Regions from separate parts of the Sus scrofa genome. Here all the other regions are linked to region 1. A link is a contact called in public Hi-C data. All regions are on one chromosome and are shown on one strand. The core of a region is the stretch at or near the end of the contact, and the rest is flanking DNA. Distances in the headings are between cores, read along the strand shown. Region 1 overlaps LOC110260223 (a long non-coding RNA gene). Region 2 has its middle 740 kb from the start of MYC. Region 3 has its middle 680 kb from the start of MYC. Region 4 has its middle 360 kb from the start of MYC.

Evidence for each region. A called contact is a pair of places that touch in the nucleus more often than the background predicts.
Region 2: a contact with region 1 is called in a Hi-C map of liver, with 8 times the contacts expected there. A contact is called at or near these places in 1 of 5 promoter capture datasets (liver) and 6 of 47 Hi-C or Micro-C datasets (fetal liver and liver).
Region 3: a Hi-C map of liver shows a contact between it and region 1, with 3 times the contacts expected there. A contact is called at or near these places in 5 of 47 Hi-C or Micro-C datasets (fetal liver, liver and skeletal muscle).
Region 4: a Hi-C map of liver shows a contact between it and region 1, with 7 times the contacts expected there. A contact is called at or near these places in 6 of 47 Hi-C or Micro-C datasets (embryonic fibroblasts, fibroblasts and liver).

Annotation. Positions count from the first base shown.
Region 1 is chr4:11,947,742-11,950,472 of Sscrofa11.1, forward strand. All of the region lies in intron 2 of LOC110260223 (a long non-coding RNA gene), which reads right to left. Among named protein-coding and RNA genes, the nearest start is that of MYC, 510 kb to the right of the region's middle.
Region 2 is chr4:11,722,334-11,725,064 of Sscrofa11.1, forward strand. No RefSeq gene overlaps it. Among named protein-coding and RNA genes, the nearest start is that of MYC, 740 kb to the right of the region's middle.
Region 3 is chr4:11,777,865-11,780,595 of Sscrofa11.1, forward strand. No RefSeq gene overlaps it. Among named protein-coding and RNA genes, the nearest start is that of MYC, 680 kb to the right of the region's middle.
Region 4 is chr4:12,098,732-12,101,462 of Sscrofa11.1, forward strand. No RefSeq gene overlaps it. Among named protein-coding and RNA genes, the nearest start is that of MYC, 360 kb to the right of the region's middle.

The sequences.
Region 1 (2,731 bases), core at 125-2,624:
ATTACCTTTTAAGAGTTGAACCTCAAATGTACTTAGAAAAGAGCATATCTCCATGTTGATTTTTCTAGTTTCTTGGAATCAAGGGACTCAGAGTTGAAGGGAAATGAAAAGCCTTCTCATCTACTCTTCAACCTAGAATTGGAAGTCACTAAAAATTTTTTATCTTTTACTGGGACAAAGTTTCATTATAAAAGTATCTGGGAGTTTCCATTGTAGCTCAGTGGGTTAGGAATCTGACTAGGATCCATGAGGATGTGGGTATGATCCCTGGCCTCACTGAGTGGGCTAAGGATCTGGAGTTGCCACAAACTGTAGCATAGGTCACAGATGCAGCTCAGATCCTGTGGCTGTGGCTGTGGCTGTGGCTGGCAGCTGTAGTTCCAACTTGACTCCTAGCCAGGGAACTTCTGTATGCCACAAGTTCAGCCCTAAAAAAACATTTTTTAATAAAAAAAAATTTTTAAATCTGTTGGTGAAATTGAAGTTTTGTTTTTCTTAACAATTTTCCAATTAATTGTTATTTTATTACTCATAATGAAAATAATATGAATAAATTCAGTTTCATTTCTCTGGTTTATATAGTCAATAGGATTGAATCCTTGTGATAGGTAAAAGGTTGGCCCAGATTTTGTATTACTGTCAACATCATTAGCATAAACAAACATTTACTGACCATGGATCTATATTACGCGAAGTGATGCATTTTTTTTATGCAATTAGGTAACTGTGGTCCAAAAATATTGAGGCATTTTTTCCGCAAGTTACACAACTTATAAAAATAACCCAAACTGGAAAGTCTCACTTTGAAATCCACACATCACACAAATTTAGAAACTAAGGCAAATCCCTGTAGCAGTTGATCCGTCATGACCTAAGTTACTATCAGCTTCTACAGGCTCATCTCTAGATACTCAATTTTCAACTGACCCAGTTGCCTCTCTCCCCATTTTTTCCTTAACAAGTTCATTTTTTAATCCCATTTTAGTGACTATAAAATCAATTACCTACTCTACTCCAGGAAAATTCCTGCAAAGTAAAGAGGTTTTAACCTGCTATTCAATCAGCCAGAGGGAACATTGTTCATTTTAACTGTCTGGATAAATAAAGTCACATGCACATAACGTCACGTCTACTGTAGACATTATCAGTGGCACCATTTCATTTCATGGAAAAAGCAGATACCAGTGTTCTTGCTATTTTTGAAATCACCAAAGAGTAATCAATAACCTGCCTTGACATGTTGATCAAACAATCCTTGCTGGTTAATATTGACCAACTAATTTAAAAGTTTCAAAGGAGTTGTACACAATTTGCCCGAGCTGACTTGGAAACGATGCCCAATCCGGTTAATGTTTACGTCCACGAGGCGCTCACCTCCACTAAAAACCAGCCTTGCACATCAGCCCCACGGGGAAGGACAGCTCATGCCAGAGTTAAAGGAGGGCTCCAAGATAAAGAGTAACCCAGCCGGAAAGCCGAGGTTCAAACGCATCTGGTTTCCATTAACTGGGATTGCAACAGTCTCTTCAAAGGCGAAGAACACTCCTCCCTCCACACCAAAAATCTCCTGCTTCCTCCACGGTGGTAGATCCAGGAAAAGGTCCTGAATCACACCAGGGAGCCCCAGGTTAAAGAGTTAACATTTTATGCTGATTTTATTTGAGGTTTTGTTTAATGACACAGGTAACAGATGCTTCTCACAGACACACCAACAAACAAAATCACAATCAAAAAACACCAGTCATTACAAACAAAAAGAATTGACTGATATCACATTATTAATGCCCTTGAAAATATATAACAATGGTGTTCCCGTCCTGGCTCAGTGGTTAACGAACCTGACTAGGATCCATGAGGAGGCAGGTTCGATCCCTGGCCTTGCTCCGTGGGTTAAGGATCCAGCGTTGCCATGAGCTGTGGTGTAGATCACAGACATGGCTCAGATCCCTCCTTGCTGTGGCTGTGGTGTAGACCGGCAGCTACAGCTTCAATTTGACCCCTAGCCTGGGAACCTCCATATGCCACAGGTGTGGCCCTAAAAAAACAAAAGACAAATAAATAAATAAATAGAGGAAAATATCCAACAAGATGAGGTGATACCAATGTTTTCACATATTGCTATTTTGCCATCATCCTTTCTAATATTTTGAAGTTGCCTGGTTTCCAACTGAAATGGTATGTATTAATATTATCTATCAATCCCTTTTGACATCTGTATATTTTGCTTGCTTGCAGTTTTCCCTGTTATAAACACTTTAGCAATGAACTATCTTCCATTCAGCAACACATTCCACAAAGATTTATTGGACTCCTACAATGCCAGGCACATAGTCCTTAAATAGTTTGATCATCTTCATAATTACTTCTCTAACATAAAGTTCCCAGAAGCGGAACTCTTGGTCAAAGTCTACTTTTTGGATTTTAATTGGAATTGCCAATTGCTCCGCAGAGATGTTGTACCAGAAACACTTCTATCACCACCCGAGAATATCTACTACTTCATCAGAACTTACCAAGGAAAGCAGAAAGCCTGGCTTTGGAACAGCTGCTACTCAACCAGCAGCATCAGTATTACGTGCAAATGCGAAGCCTCAGGCCCTCCCCCTGAGACCTACCCAATTAGCATCTCTGGTAGGTGGGACCCAGTAAACTGGGTTTTAACAATCTCTCCACATGATTCTTATGCTGATTAAAGTCTGAGAATCATCAGTTTAAAGCACAAGAATCAGAG
Region 2 (2,731 bases), core at 143-2,642, 230 kb before region 1:
AAGCTTCAGAATCAGTGGCGGAAACTTCTGTGATTGTACACCTCACCCTGTACTTCATTCATTTGTTTCTATGTCTATGTTACTGGAAATTCCGGGGACACACTTAATAAAGGCATCAGTGTATCTTTAGGAGTCTGCATACTGAACAGGACCTATTGTCTCTCAAATTAAACCAAAATGAAGCAGATAGGACTTCTTTGTGCAGAGTAAAAAATAATGACATTGGATAACTTAGTTAATAAACCTGTTCTGTGAAGTGCTAAATGTGGATGCCGCCTAAGAACAAGAACAGACAAAGCTAGTTTATGCAACAGTCCATCACACTGAAGTCTCCATTAATCAATACTTCATTGACACAGATCTTCATAATGTAGGTCTCGGAATAACTTGTGAAGCATTAAATAGAGGTCAGATTTGATTAAATTTATTCATAAACTTTCAGCACTAGATATGGGCTTAGAAATTGTCTAGTTCAGCGATGGTAAATGTGCATATGTGTGGCCACTCACATTTTCCAAGATCCTGGCAGACATCATTAATCAATTATGAGACTACTGTTCACTGAGCCTGGCTACAGACGCAAAATTCCTCTTAACCCATTATTCTAGGCAGGCACGACTAGTCAATATAACTTTGCAAAGAAGGTGAAATCTTCGATTAAGTTTAAGCCTAAATCTAAAGAATAGGTGTGATAGGGATGTGGGAATGGGGTGAGATCTATCCCACTGGAGACACCACATTTGTTTTCCTTGTTTCCAAATATTAAAATAAAATTTTTCCTTTTTTTAAAACTAGGGTGAATGATCTTCTGTGAAGTGCTTCAACTCTTCTTAGAAAATGTCTCACAAAAGCTCTGCTCCATTGATGAGCCAGACAAGATCAGATGTGAAAATTAAATGTAGGCACAGCGTTGCTTGAAGCTAGCCTCTCTGACCAGAGAGGAGAAACCAGTTCTATTTGGAGAAGAGGAGAGAGGGTCATAGACACAATGGTAATTAAGAAGTGATACTTCTGTTAGATCTTGAGGGATAAGTAAAATCTCCTGAAGACAAGGAGAAATGAAAGCCATTCCAGCCAGAGGAAGCCAGAGACGCATAGAAGCGAGAATCACCATCATGTGGAAGCAATCGATGTTGTCATGGTAAAACATACCACGGGAGATGCAGCAGGAAGAGCTTTTAGTACTCATGAATGAAAGAAGAATAAAGGAAGGGCAGACGGAAAAGAGAGAACGAGTATGAGAGGAAGGGACGCAGAGTACATCTGTGTGTATGGCAAGCATATCTTTCTCTAGACTCAGATTCTAAGAGAAAAAGGTTTGCCCAAGCTTGAGCAGGTGGAAAGTGGTGGAGCTGGAGTTCCACATAGGCCCTTTGATTTCAAAGTCCACACTTATTTTCTGTTGCTACTTGGCACTGCCAGGACGAGTGGGCATCTTTCCAAGGGAACCAGTTTGGTGAGGACTTGGCTCCCATTGATATTGGTAAGTTCTGATATGTTAGCTTACAAATTAGCCCCATTCTTTTGTGCTGACGTTTCAGCAGCTTGAATAGATAGTCCTATTCACTTTGGATTTCTTTCTCCTGTTCCTAAAGTACTTGAAAGAAACAACTGGACAGATATTTACTGAAGCCCACCATATTTACTGACTCAAATTAGATCTATGATCCTGGCAAGAGAGATACAATTTCATTTTCAAGGTTTTTCATTTATCAAAATATATTAAAGGAGCGTCAGTGTTGAATACTCAAGTAAGCAGCATGTGCTGGGCTATTAGAAAGATCTAGGTTAGAAACCTCTCTCTGCCACTTTCCACTTTCATAATCTTTACTATAGCAATTAACTACTCCACACTCAAGTTTATAACATGAGGACAATCATATATTCAAACAGCTTTGTTATGAAAATTAAGTATGGTCATATGTGTAAAGCTCCTCCCTTGGTATCTACTATGCAGTCTTTATTGGTAGAAGGCAACTTTACTTTTCTTCTTCACTGAACTGCTTATGAAGGATGAGTGGTTCCCAAGTTCATAGCCCTCATTCATGAAGCAGATATGAAGTGACTGGGCAGCTTTGGAGAATTTCCCAGGATTGTTGGGGTAGAAGTGGGAAACCCCCTTTACTGAGGTCTCACTATATGATCTCAATTCAGAGAAGTTCTGAACTTCTTTTGACTAATACATTATTTCCATTATTTCCTCTGTGCCCATCTTAAATTGCCCCACCCATCCTACCTGCTATGTCAGAAGCCTCTGCCAGTCCACACTTGGGTTTTTGGAGGGAAAGAAAGCAGAATCTTTTATCAAATTACAAATCAGGAGTTCCCATCGTGGCGCAGTGGTTAACAAATCCGACTAGGAACCATGAGGTTGGGGGTTCAATCCCTGCCCCTGCTCAGTGGGTTAACGATCTGGCATTGCCGTGAGCTGTGGTGTAGGTTGCAGACGCGGCTCGGATCCCGTGTTGCTGTGGCTCTGGCATAGGCCGGTGGCTACAGCTCCGATTAACCCCTAGCCTGGGAACCTCCATATGCCACAGGAGTGGCCCCAAAAATAGCAAAAGAACAAATTACAAATCGATGCTCCGACTTCATAGCCAAGTTGAGCTAGGCTAATTCATGAAGGCTATTCCTGGGTTGAAGACTGGCCAAGATCAGGGCTGAAATTCAAGTGATACAGCATGGGCATTGATTCGTCATGACACTTAGAACAGGTTACCTATCAGTCGTA
Region 3 (2,731 bases), core at 82-2,581, 170 kb before region 1:
TTTACATACAGCATGATTTTAATTATTAACTATTCATGCTAATATACTTAAAAGATTACTTAGGTATGGGAATAAAGTATTTATTTTTACTTAATAATTTATGCATATCTTCACTTATATGATAAATGCTTATAATCACTTATATTTTAAAATGTTTTTAGGAGTCAACAGTGAGGCTTAGTGGGTTAAGGATCCAACATTGTGTCCTTGAGGACGTAGGTTCGATCCCTGGCCTTGCTCAGTGGGTTCAGGATCAGGCATTGCCTCAAGCTGTGACAATGCGGCTTGGATTAGGTGTGGCCATGGCATAGGCTGGCAGCTGCAGCTCTGATTCGACCTCTCACCTAGAAACTTCCATGTGCCACAGGTGAGGCCATAAAAAGAAAAACATAACAAATAAAATGTTTTCAAAATGTAATAGGAAGCTTAATCAACGTCCCATTAACTTTGCCTTTGAAAGAGTTGTGAAACAGATCAATTCAATAAGAACTGAGTTCATAAGCATTTATCTCTCATAAAATTCTAGTTCTATCCACAGACATGAAATGGTTAAAGGCTGGTAAGCAAATGGTGAGTCAGGGACGTCTTAGCTGCCGAATATTGGAGGACAGAGTTAAAGGGAAGGAAAACATAACGGGATTGTGAACTCGGAAATCAAAGTGTTAAATCTCGCTCTACCCCTAAGTGGCTATCGAACTTGTCTAGTTTATTCCCTCTCTCTATTTTTCAGTTTTTCCATTTGTGAAATTGGGGGAAATAGTTCCTTCACTCATTCCTTTATTCAAAAAATATTTATTGAGGGTTTATTCAGAATCAGGTCCTGCTGCAGGCACTGGGGGCAGAGCAGGGCACACAGACATGGGGCTTCTGCCTCGGATGACCAGGAGACTACCAGTCAAATAAATATGTAGATTGGAATCAGGTGCTTTGGAGAAACATAAGGCGGGGGAAGGAGAAAGAGAGCGATTGGAAGGTCTCTAAGGAGATGATTAGTGAGGCGGTAGCTAAGTGAAACATTGGAGCAAGTCACGTTGGCATGGGGGGAAGCGTGTCTAGGCAAGGGGAACAGCACTGCAAAAGCCTTGAGGCAAGAGTGCGGCTGGGTCCAGGTGAGGGGTGGTAGAAATGAAGGCAGTTCTCTTCCATTGCAGTTGAACCAAACAGAGTGCATGCCTGTCGGCAAGCTCAAAATGCTCCCAGTGTACTTGAGATTCAAAGTCCAAGGCCGTCACACAGAGAGTGAATTTACAGAAACTTCATCAGCCCCATTGTAGGCTTTGAAGGTCCGCTGTGCAACTATTAGCTGATCCCATTTAACAAACAGTGACGCAGTCACCAGGCATGTTTGTGCCCAAGCAGGTGACAATTTTCTCTCCGCTGACTCCAGTCAAGGACTTTCCGCTTCCAGATTTCAGGCACCAGGTGACGTTGGGCACAGGGGGTCAGGTGGTGAGAGGAACAGGTCACGCGCCAGGCAGGTGACATGATCTGTACTCAGCTCGAATTTCAAAGGGCCCACTTTTCCGGCCATGTGTCAAACACACAGTTTGAACGCTGCAAGCAGAGTAAGGTGATTCATCAATTTCCAAACCCTTGGGAAAGGAACGTATTGTTTAGATTTTCTAATATGTTTTGTTAACCCCTACAGAGGTAGCTATAACTCAGGAAGATAAAGTGGGAGGAAAGTTAAGGGCAAAATAAAAATAAGCAATTACTGTCTTCCGTAATTATCAGCCTTATCATTTATTGTGCACTAATAGTTGCATTTCCAAGCAGATACTATTAATTAGTGAAACAACAAGGCAATTTGCATTCATCCTGATTCAGAAGAATTTAGACTACTTCAACAAACCAAACATGGGTAACTCAGCCTTATTACTTTTTGTTTTTTCAATAGATGGGAAAATCGAGGCAGAGAAAATTAATAGATCATGAAAAGAAGTAAGTTTATCCAAAGCTTGGTAGAAATCATATTTGTCTTCAAGGATAGCCGTGCATCAGGACAATTTGTAGAGCTGGGTTAGAGCAGGGAAAAGTGGAGGCAGGGAGATTGAAGTTAACATCACAGGAGTACCCTGGCCTTTTTTTGGTTCTCTTTCGGCCAGCCCATGGCATATGGAATTGTCACAGCTGTGGCAATGCCAGATCCTTAACCCACTGCACAGGGCTGGGAATCAAACCTGCATCCCCAGCACTACAGAGATGCTGCCGATCCCATTGCACCACGGTGGGTACTCCATGGAATACCCCTCACCTTTGCCAAGGGATCAAATCCCTCTATGTTCCTATCTATGAAATGGGACTGTCATTCTCTGCATGATGTGATTGCTCTAAAGAATAAATGAGAGACACATGCCTACAAAGTAGGTGTGGTTTGTAACATGAATGGATGCTGTCCAGAATCCAGAAGAAGTGCCCCTTAAGAAGGAGGAAAAAGTTCTGCATTGAACTTGAGTGGGGCCAAATCGTTTTTGGAAGAGTGGTAGCTGGGGCCACACAGCCAGAAGGAAATCCAGCTCATCTTAAGGTACAGTGACAGACTTTGGACTGGATGTCTAGTCTATGGTGTGAGGAAAGGTCCTCGTAGGTCTGTTTTCCAGAAGATGACAAAGCCAGAACGGGCTGTGCCTAAAATTATCCAGTGACTTCGTTCTGGAATGAGTTTGAGTTGTGAGAACTTTTGCTGGCTGACTTTAGCTCATGCTGGCTTTGGGACCCAGAGAAGCCTTTG
Region 4 (2,731 bases), core at 145-2,644, 150 kb after region 1:
TTGTCTTTTTAGGGCCTCACCCATGGCATATAGAGGTTCTCAGGCTAGGGGTCTAATCAGAGCTATTGCCACCGGCCTACGCCACAGCCACAGCAGCACAGGATCTGATCCATGTCTGCCACCTACACCACAGCTCACGGCAATGCCAGATCCTTAACCCACTGATTGAGGCCAAGGGTCAAACCCGCAACCTCATGGTTCCTAGTTGGATTCATTAACCATTGAGCCACGACGGGAACTCCAACACATAGGATTTGTTATTCCCATGTCATAGTTGAGCATCCCAAGGCCATATGAATATTAAGAGGCAGACCAAGAATATGAACCCAGATCCCTCTGACTTAAAGCCTAAATCCTCTGCAACATCCCAGGTCTACTCAACTCCCATGGACTCATAGATATCGATAAAAAAAAATCCCCAGATACAACATAAGATACCCATGCTGTGGCTCCTCTGTGGGCACAGCCCGAGGAGAGCACAGTGGTTATGGATACAGGCTTCCGACTTTGCCAGATCTGGCCTCACGGCCTTGCTCTACCACTCAGTAATTCTCACATGTTAGAATAGAAAGTTGATATAAATGCACACACTCACACACACAGAGACACTCATCGCCGATTCAGTGCTGAAAGGCATCCAATGCAGCATCCTTACTTTGCAGTTGAGAACGCCAGTGCTGGGTGGAGGGGAGAGCACAGGGGTTTCCTGCCTGGGGTCCCACAGGGAGAGAGCACCGGGGACATCAGACATCCCCCCCCATCCCAAGTCTGATGCTCTCTCCAGAGTCCCATCCCAGCCTGCCTCCCTCTAGAAACACATTCAAGTTTTCAAATGGTGACTCCCCAGATCAAAGGAAATGGCCCCCTCAGATAAAGCAGATTCTCACAGAGGAAAAATGTCCATTCCATGCTGAGATTTTTCCTCTATCTGCTCATTTGCGGGGGTCATGAGAAGGTCAGGGGAAAGCTCTTATGACGTGGCTCCTGGGTCTCCACACCCAAGAATGCAGGAAGATTTCAATAAATCAGACGGCGGGCAGGAATTCAGACAGGCTCCCCCACATGTTCTGTGCCTTTATTCCCCCCGGGTGGATACCATCAGCTGTCTTGTTGCTAAGAGACCCGAGTGGGTGGGAAAGGCCAATTGTCTTATTTTTCAAACTTATCTACAAAACCGGTTTGTGCCTCTGCTCCGTCCAGGGGTTCGGCTTTCTTAAGAACAGGATATTACCACCAGGCAGATGGAGTGAGTGAGAGTACATTTTGTCGAGAAACGGACTGAGCTTTTCCTGGACATTCAATGTCACCCAGCAGAGTCCTGGGAGCTGCCAATTACGGGTCTGATGCAATGTTTGGGAAAGAGCCGCAGAGTACACATGACTCAACAAAATATTCTGATTTACATTCCTATCTCCCAGGCAGTTGCACTTTTATCAGCACCAACAAGGGCTATGGGGTCAGTAGGCGTGCTGGGCTGAGTTCGTCATCAGAGAATTAAAAGGAATTAAAAAAAAACAAGAAGAGGTTGTGGGGAGGTGAGAATCTGAATCACTCCGGGACTTTCCTTTTCGGTTGCATTCCAATCGGACAGACCCAAACCTGGCAGAGCCCTTCTATTGCTCAATGTCAAAAACATTCCCCTGGAATGTGGGCCATGTGAACTTGGACACCCCCTGCAGTTTCCCTCTGTGGCCCAGCAGGCTGCATCCACCATAAGCGGGGCCCTCAGGAGAGTCCGGGGCATGTTTCATATAAAAAAGGCAGGGGCTCCAAAGGTGAGCTTTCACCAGCCCTCTCCCACCAAGGCCTCTGTGCAGACTCGCGCTGCACTCTGATGAGCCCAGCAGAGATGGAAAATGAGCTCTTGGGAACAGGTCGGTGGGTTTTGTTTTGTTTTGTTTTTCTTGCCTTAGTAGAAAGCAAGAATGTGAATTCACTTCCTCCTTGTCTGGGTTTGTACTTGGCTTATGAGCTCATTCCGCCCACCTTGACCCCCCAGCAAAACCCGGCTATAACCTCTTATTTCTGAAGAACTCTAAGAGCCACGTCTAAGGACATCTAATTCCCCGTTCTGCCCCCTGCCCACATAGACCCCTCCCTCCTTGGCTTGAAGAGTCAAGATAGCAATCTTTGTCACACGAGTGTAACTGAGAGCATAACTCAGCCCCAAAAGCCCATTTCGATCTTGCAGCATGTTTCAGAGCCGAGTGCTCCAGCCAGCAAAGAACTCATAGTTGGCAGAGCCTTCTGAGTAACTGTGTACAGACCACATCCTCCTCCTGTCCACTTCTAAAACCCATCCAGAAAAAAGGAAGGCCTCTGGAGTTCCCTTCGTGGCACAGTGGTTAACAAATCTGACTAGAAACCATGAGGTTGCAGGTTCGATCCCCGGCCTTGCTCAATAGGTTACGGGTCTGGCGTTGCCGTGAGCTGTGGTGTAGGTCACAGACGCGGCTCGGATCCCTCATTGTTGTGGCTCTGGGTAGGCCGGCAGCTGTAGCTCCGATTAGACCCCTAGCCTGGGAACCTCCACATGCCACGGGAGCAGCCCTAGAAAAGGCAAAAAGACAAAAAAAAAAAAAAAAAAAAAAGGAAGGCCTCACAAGCCATGTGCCATCAGCTACAGAGAAGAATGGCGTTGCGTGCATCCTGCTGTGTGTAAGAGTCAGGGATACGCAGGTTCTAGAAAATAAAATTACCTAACTTAAATTGAATGCTGACTGTGAAGAGG